Linked DNA regions of Mus musculus: region 2 is linked to region 1. Evidence: chromatin contacts called from public Hi-C data. All regions are on one chromosome and are shown on one strand. Each heading gives the region's core, a stretch centred on a gene start, on an enhancer-like site or on the middle of the called end of the contact. The rest is flanking DNA. Distances are from core to core; before and after follow the strand shown. Region 1 has its middle 46 kb from the start of Gm52636. Region 2 has its middle 19 kb from the start of A830029E22Rik.

Region 1 (3,020 bases), core at 137-2,636:
GGTCCCTTAAGCTAAAGGCCATTTCTTCTTGATAAGCCAGAACTGCAAATGTTCAAGAAGCAAGACAGTATCTTCAAATGCATCATTTTGGTCAACTCTCCTAAGTCAGCTGAAATTTCACTGGCTTCTTTTGCAAATACTCTGCAATGCCGTCCTTCTTCTCTGTTTTGAGGATTATCCACAGGCTTCAATTTTCTCTGTACTGGCTTATGTGGCAATATGATCTGCCTAAGTTCCTCAATTATTATGTAGGCTTATGTGATATATTCATGTTTATTAGTAGTATGTTTTAATACATTCATTTGCCTTATTGAATTTTAATTGATGCATAATTATATAAATGTGTGTGTGTGTGTGTGTGTGTGTGTGTGTGTGTGTGTGTGTGTTTATGGAATGTAAGGTATAATGGTTTGATGCACATGTACATTGTAAAGTGACTTTCTTAGTTAGGGCTTTACTGCTGTAAACAGACACCATGACCAAGGCAACTCTTAAAAGGACAACATTTAATTGATTCTGACTTACAAGTTCAGAGTTCAGTTCATTATCATCAAGGTGGAAAAATGTCAGCATACAGGCAGGCATGGTGCAAGAGGACCTGATAGTTCTACTTCTTCATCTGAAGGGTGTTAGCAGCTACTTAGTTAACACCTACTTCAGGCAGCTAAGACTAGGGTATTAAAGGCCACACCCACAGTGACACACCTACTCAAAGAAGGCCACATTCCCTGGCTCAAACATATACAAACCATCACAGTGACTAAATAAAGCTAATTAGCATACTTACCTTGCATCTAATTATTTCATTGAGAAATTTTCAGATATGCTATCAGCAATTTAAAAATATATATTATTGCTAAATATAATATTCCTTGAAATTGAAAAGAAGCCACTTCCTTAAAGTAGATGAAGGGTTTTATTCACCAAAGTGTGTATGTAAACTATTTCAAGTCCAGGTGGGTACATAGTATATCATCATACTGTTCTGAAATAAAGAGACGCACATGTTTTTTGCCAAAATTCCTGTAGTTGTGCATGAGGTGCTTGGAATGTGCTGGTTTCTGGCTCAAGAAAGCAGATTGAGTAAGTACATTTAACATGGATAAATTGCTCTGTGGATAATTAGAATGTCAAAGAACCACCATTACAGCACAGACTCGTACCTTCTGATTTATGTCCAGCATCACACTCTCAAAATCCTTTCTGAAAGCCACAGTCTGGGATTTTACTGTCTAATAGTTTCGTGCTTTTATGCATGTGTTATATATCTTTCTGTTGGAATAGAAAGAAGATCTTCATCTTTCTCAGCCTTCCAGCACATGTTCATTCTCTCCTGGAGGCTCATGCGTGGATAATGCACATTGTAAATCCTTGTAGATTCCAAGTTCTCAAAGAACAAAGACAACAAGAGAGCAGAGTGCAGCTCCTTGCTCATCCCTCCCTCCCCAGCACCACCCTGCTTGCCTCACCCAAAGGAACAAACAGAATCATTTGTCCTTGTTATAAAAATGATTGAGCCACTTTTACAAACTTAACTTCAAAGATCCGACTCCTTGTTTTAATTTAATTCGTTATTTCTTTGCTCTCGTGGTCAATAAATCAAGTCATGAGCCACTAAAAGCTTCTGAGATACTAAATGCTTGAGGTTTGCTTTTCAGTGAACTTTTATGTTTCATTTCAATTTGGAGAGAAACCACTTGATGCTTGCTTCATCAATGGGTGAAACATACCGTACCCTTTTGAAAAGTGTATTTTATTTAACCATAAATAAAAGTTTCAAGGTACAGAGAGCTCAGTTAGAGGTTCTATGTTTATGTATCTGTTCCCTATCACACTGCCAAAGATTGACTTCAAAGTTTCTTCTCTACTCATATGGGGGGAAAAAAACTCCAACTATTCAAACTTTCCTAAGAATTAATTAAGCACATGACCACTATAAACTAAGAGGAAAAATAAGTCCAAATAATATGAAGAAAAACCTGCATATGTGACCCATAAAATGTGACATGATAGCACGTTCTCTGTGGCAAGCTGTTTAAACAAGCTCATAGTTTATGTAGATTTTTTTCTGTTTATTTTCAGTACATTCTCAGTGTGTTCTAGTCTACACAGGTGGCTCACTGTACTACCTACAACAGGGGTTCTCCACCTGTGGCTAGTGACCCTTTTGGCAGTCTAATGACTCTTCAGTCTTATATCATATAGTTTGCACATCAGATATCTACATTGTTATTCATTTCAGTTGCAAAATTCCAATTATGAAGTAGCAATCTTTATGGTTTGGGGGGTCGCAATAAAATGCAGAAGTGTATTAAAGGGTCACAGTGTTAGGAAGCTTAAGAATCACTGACCAAAAGCTAGCTTAGAAGATCAATTTTACCTAGAATAGGCCTTGGGCCTTAGGAAACTGTTCTGGAGTGCTCTACGTGAAGTGGAGTTGGGATAAAGCTATCACATATTACAATAAACGTTCTCATGAGAAAACTTTGCAATCAATTTTATTCCTGACATTTGAGAATTCCTGTTGAAGTTTCATCAAAATTAAAGACTTAGAAACACAGAAATGCCGCTGGAGCAATGGCTCAGTGATTAAGAACACACATACAAGTCATAGAGAATACCTTTGCGCATATCTTAACACAGACATAGGGGATTGACAACCCTCCCTGACCAAATTTCCATGGGTTCTGACAATCATCTTCTGGACTCCATGGGCACCAGGTAATGGAATTACAGGCATATAGAAAAAAAGAATTTGTGCACATAAAATAAAATTCATCTTATTTTTAAAGATATAAAAGAAAGTGAGGGAGGATATTATTTATTCTGAAGGGTCAAAATTGTCTATAAATCTTGGAATTGTGATGTTCCACATAGATTAAGTTTTGAAATGTTAAAAATAGTTATTATCGCAGGGAAACAAATAAAAGCAAAACAATGTGTGGTGTTATTAGCAATTCACTTTCTTTGACACAAATTCAACAGAAATTCCCAGCTACATATAACAGGATGTGCTGAAT
Region 2 (2,953 bases), core at 244-2,743, 200 kb after region 1:
CTGGCCTTAAAAGTGGTTTGTATGCCCAATTAGACACCTTTGGAGACAACTAATTTTCATTATGAGTGGTTATCAATTAGTTATAGCTTCTGGGTTGGAAATGTCAGCTGGACTGCTGGGCATGGTGTCACACGTCTTTAATCCCAGCACTCAGGAGGCAGAGGCAGGCAGATTTCTGAGTTCCAGGCCAGCCTGGTCTACAAAGTGAGTTCCAGGACAGCCAGGGCTACGCAGAGAAACCCTGTCTCGAAAAAGAAACAAAGAAAGAAAGAAAGAAAGAAAGAAAGAAAGAAAGAAAGAAAGAAAGAAGGAGGGAGGGAGGGAGGGAGGGAGGGAGGGAGGGAGGAAGGAAGGAAGGAAGGAAGGAAGGAAGGAAGGAAGGAAGGAAGGAAGGAAGAAGGAAATGTCCGCTGGAAACACAGACGTTATTAAAAAGCGAATTATACAAACTCATAGGTACACATATTTGAATCAGAAGCATCACTCATGGGAAACGTTAAGTTTTGCGTGATTGTGTTTTTTGGCTACCATCTGTTCTTCGAGTTATTTCTGTGTGTGGGATTCACACATCAAAAGTTCTATACAAGGATGCAGTCTTAACACTGTATTCAACGTTGTGCCTGTTCGTTTCCAACAACAGTAAGCTTCACCAGAGAAGCTATATTAGCAAAACTGGCAAACACTAGAAACGGGGCAACCTCCCCTGGAAGGCCAGCCAATGGTCTCTGCTCTGAGCTCATTACTAACTCTTCTCTGGATATACAGTTTTTCAGAACTCTGGATGTACTTTCTCAGTCCCTTTACTAAGTAATTTCTAGATAATTAAACTGATCAAATGATTGTCAGCAACAGGTTTATGAGTACAAGGAAATGCCAAACAAGTAAAGAACTGTGAACAGAAGGCCCTCTCCTGGCGCAGTCCGCATAGTTTTATTCTAATGGGTCATAGTGACTGTAGTGACATGTCTTCTCCCTAGTCCCCAAACTATCACATCACATGGTAAGCTACATGAGGCCCCTGGTTTAGTTCCTTGCGATTCAGAGATGTATAGCAAATAAAGGCTCTTTAAATTATGAATTCTTGTCTCATCCTTGATCTCATTGGGAAACAGATAGAGCAGAGTAGATTTCACTGGAGAAACTCGATATTACGGAGACAATAAGCTATGAGGAATAACTCTAAAGATGTAGTGATAGCATTTAAAGGACGTTGGGCTGCCCACAGGAAGGGCAAACTTGGTCAGGAAAATCCCCTGTTCCATTAGGCCTGAGGCTTGTTTGGGAGGGAGTGGTTACAGCTCCCGGGATGGCAGAAGGGGCTACTGGGGTTTCTGGGTCGAAGCTGGTCCACACTCAGCAGACAGGAAGGAAATGAGCCAGCCTGCTGGGTGCGGGCATTCAGCCCATTAAGCAAAGCCACAGAGGAAGTCCTGGTGCTGCTAACGACTCTAAGCCTGGAGCATTCAGTATCAGTACGCTTCAAGTACAACTTTCTGAAGGTGATCATAGGGCTTGATGTGAGCCTATGAGGTCACCGCGTCCACTGGGTACGTGGCTGGATAAAAAAGCCACCACATGTTCTCACCACACACCCACATCATGTACGGAATAATGCAGCAGAAGCCAGAAGGGTAACGCCAAAGCAAAACTGCTCAGAGGAAAAGCATAAAAGAGAGGAAGAAAGAAAGAAAAAAAAAAAAAATCCCTTTTTTTTCTTCAGCGTGTCTCTTGCGCCCTCTATTGGCAAAGTAGATATCTTGCGGCGTTTACAGAGTTGTTTTGTGTTTGGAAGTGAAATTGGCAGTGTTCTCTCTCGATCCTCACTAGGGGGTCTTGGCTGACACATTTGTAAAGTTAGTCCCTCCATTTTGAAATGGTATTTTTCCTTGTCATCTTGCCCTATCAAATTTGTAAGTCGGAAATTCAGCGTTCCCTTGATGACTCTCCAGCGACTTTCTCCATAGCAAACATCTGCCTCAAATAAACTCTCCTTTTTTCTGTCAACCTCAAACTTATGTCATTATCTGTCCTATGAACGACTATATTTATTCCTTGTGAAAAAAGAGATAAGTGCCTGTAGTTCATGAGACATTTCACTTGGCATTTCAGGTAGATAGATATAATCTGTTTATGTTATTATAATTTAAACTGCACTGTAGAGGTAGAATAACAGCTCTGTCAATTAGAAACATTAGGAATTCCATACAAAAATATTGAAATAATATGATAGTCATGATAAAAATAATGATCACAACAAAAACATTCTTAATAGGAAATTGCTTATAACCTGTCAGTAAGATTAAAACTAGGTAGAGGCTCTCAGGGGTTATCACTTCCAAACAGGGGGGAAAACAATCTCTGAAGTCAAAAGTAAAAATCATTTAAGGCTGTGAAAATTATCTTAAGAATAATAAACATGTGTTTGGAGGGAAGAGGGTCTGTAAAGCCATCCAACCCATGGACCATATTAAGACTCAGAAAACATATTAAAGATGTAGGTATTTTCCGCAAGATCTTTGATATTATTTCCAGTGGTTCCTCGTCTGGCTCCCTTTTGTGAATCTTTTCTGCTAAGCCTCTAATCCAAATCTTGTTCTCCAGGTCTCCTTTTCTATCACAGTCTTGTAACCATTCATCTTTATGTGTTGTTAGAGCCCAGTCCTATCCCCTTCCGAGCTTCCGTCCGAAAGAAGATGCTCAGCCATTCTCTACTCCATTACCTTGTGCTTCACTCTGTGTACCTTTGGGGTGGAGCTCTTTCCGACTCTGAGTCAGCTTGCTTGCTCTGCGGTGTGCTTTGAGGCTACTTGGTGTTTTAGTTAGCTTTTCAAGTACCACAGCACAAACCTTGAGATGGACCTATCAAAAAGCGAAGAGATCTTTATTTTAGCACATTGCTCTGGAGGTTCAAATATAATATCGGGTGGCTCAACTGCCCTTAGCCTCGGATGAG

Evidence for each region. Hi-C and Micro-C count contacts between places; a contact is called where the count stands out from the background.
Region 2: a Hi-C map of uterus shows a contact between it and region 1. The contact joins two enhancer-like sites. A contact is called at or near these places in 1 of 15 datasets of contacts at CTCF or cohesin (large pre-B cells) and 5 of 484 Hi-C or Micro-C datasets (LSK cells and uterus).

The regions. Positions count from the first base shown.
Region 1 is chr3:81,582,430-81,585,449 of GRCm38.p6, forward strand. No RefSeq gene overlaps it. Among named protein-coding and RNA genes, the nearest start is that of Gm52636, 46 kb to the right of the region's middle. Within about 2 kb of position 1,387, at least 6 of the 459 cell types and tissues checked have an H3K27ac peak or open chromatin away from gene starts, as enhancers often do. A contact at or near this core is called in uterus, where this site is marked.
Region 2 is chr3:81,781,693-81,784,645 of GRCm38.p6, forward strand. No RefSeq gene overlaps it. Among named protein-coding and RNA genes, the nearest start is that of A830029E22Rik, 19 kb to the right of the region's middle. Within about 2 kb of position 1,494, at least 126 of the 459 cell types and tissues checked have an H3K27ac peak or open chromatin away from gene starts, as enhancers often do. A contact at or near this core is called in uterus, where this site is marked.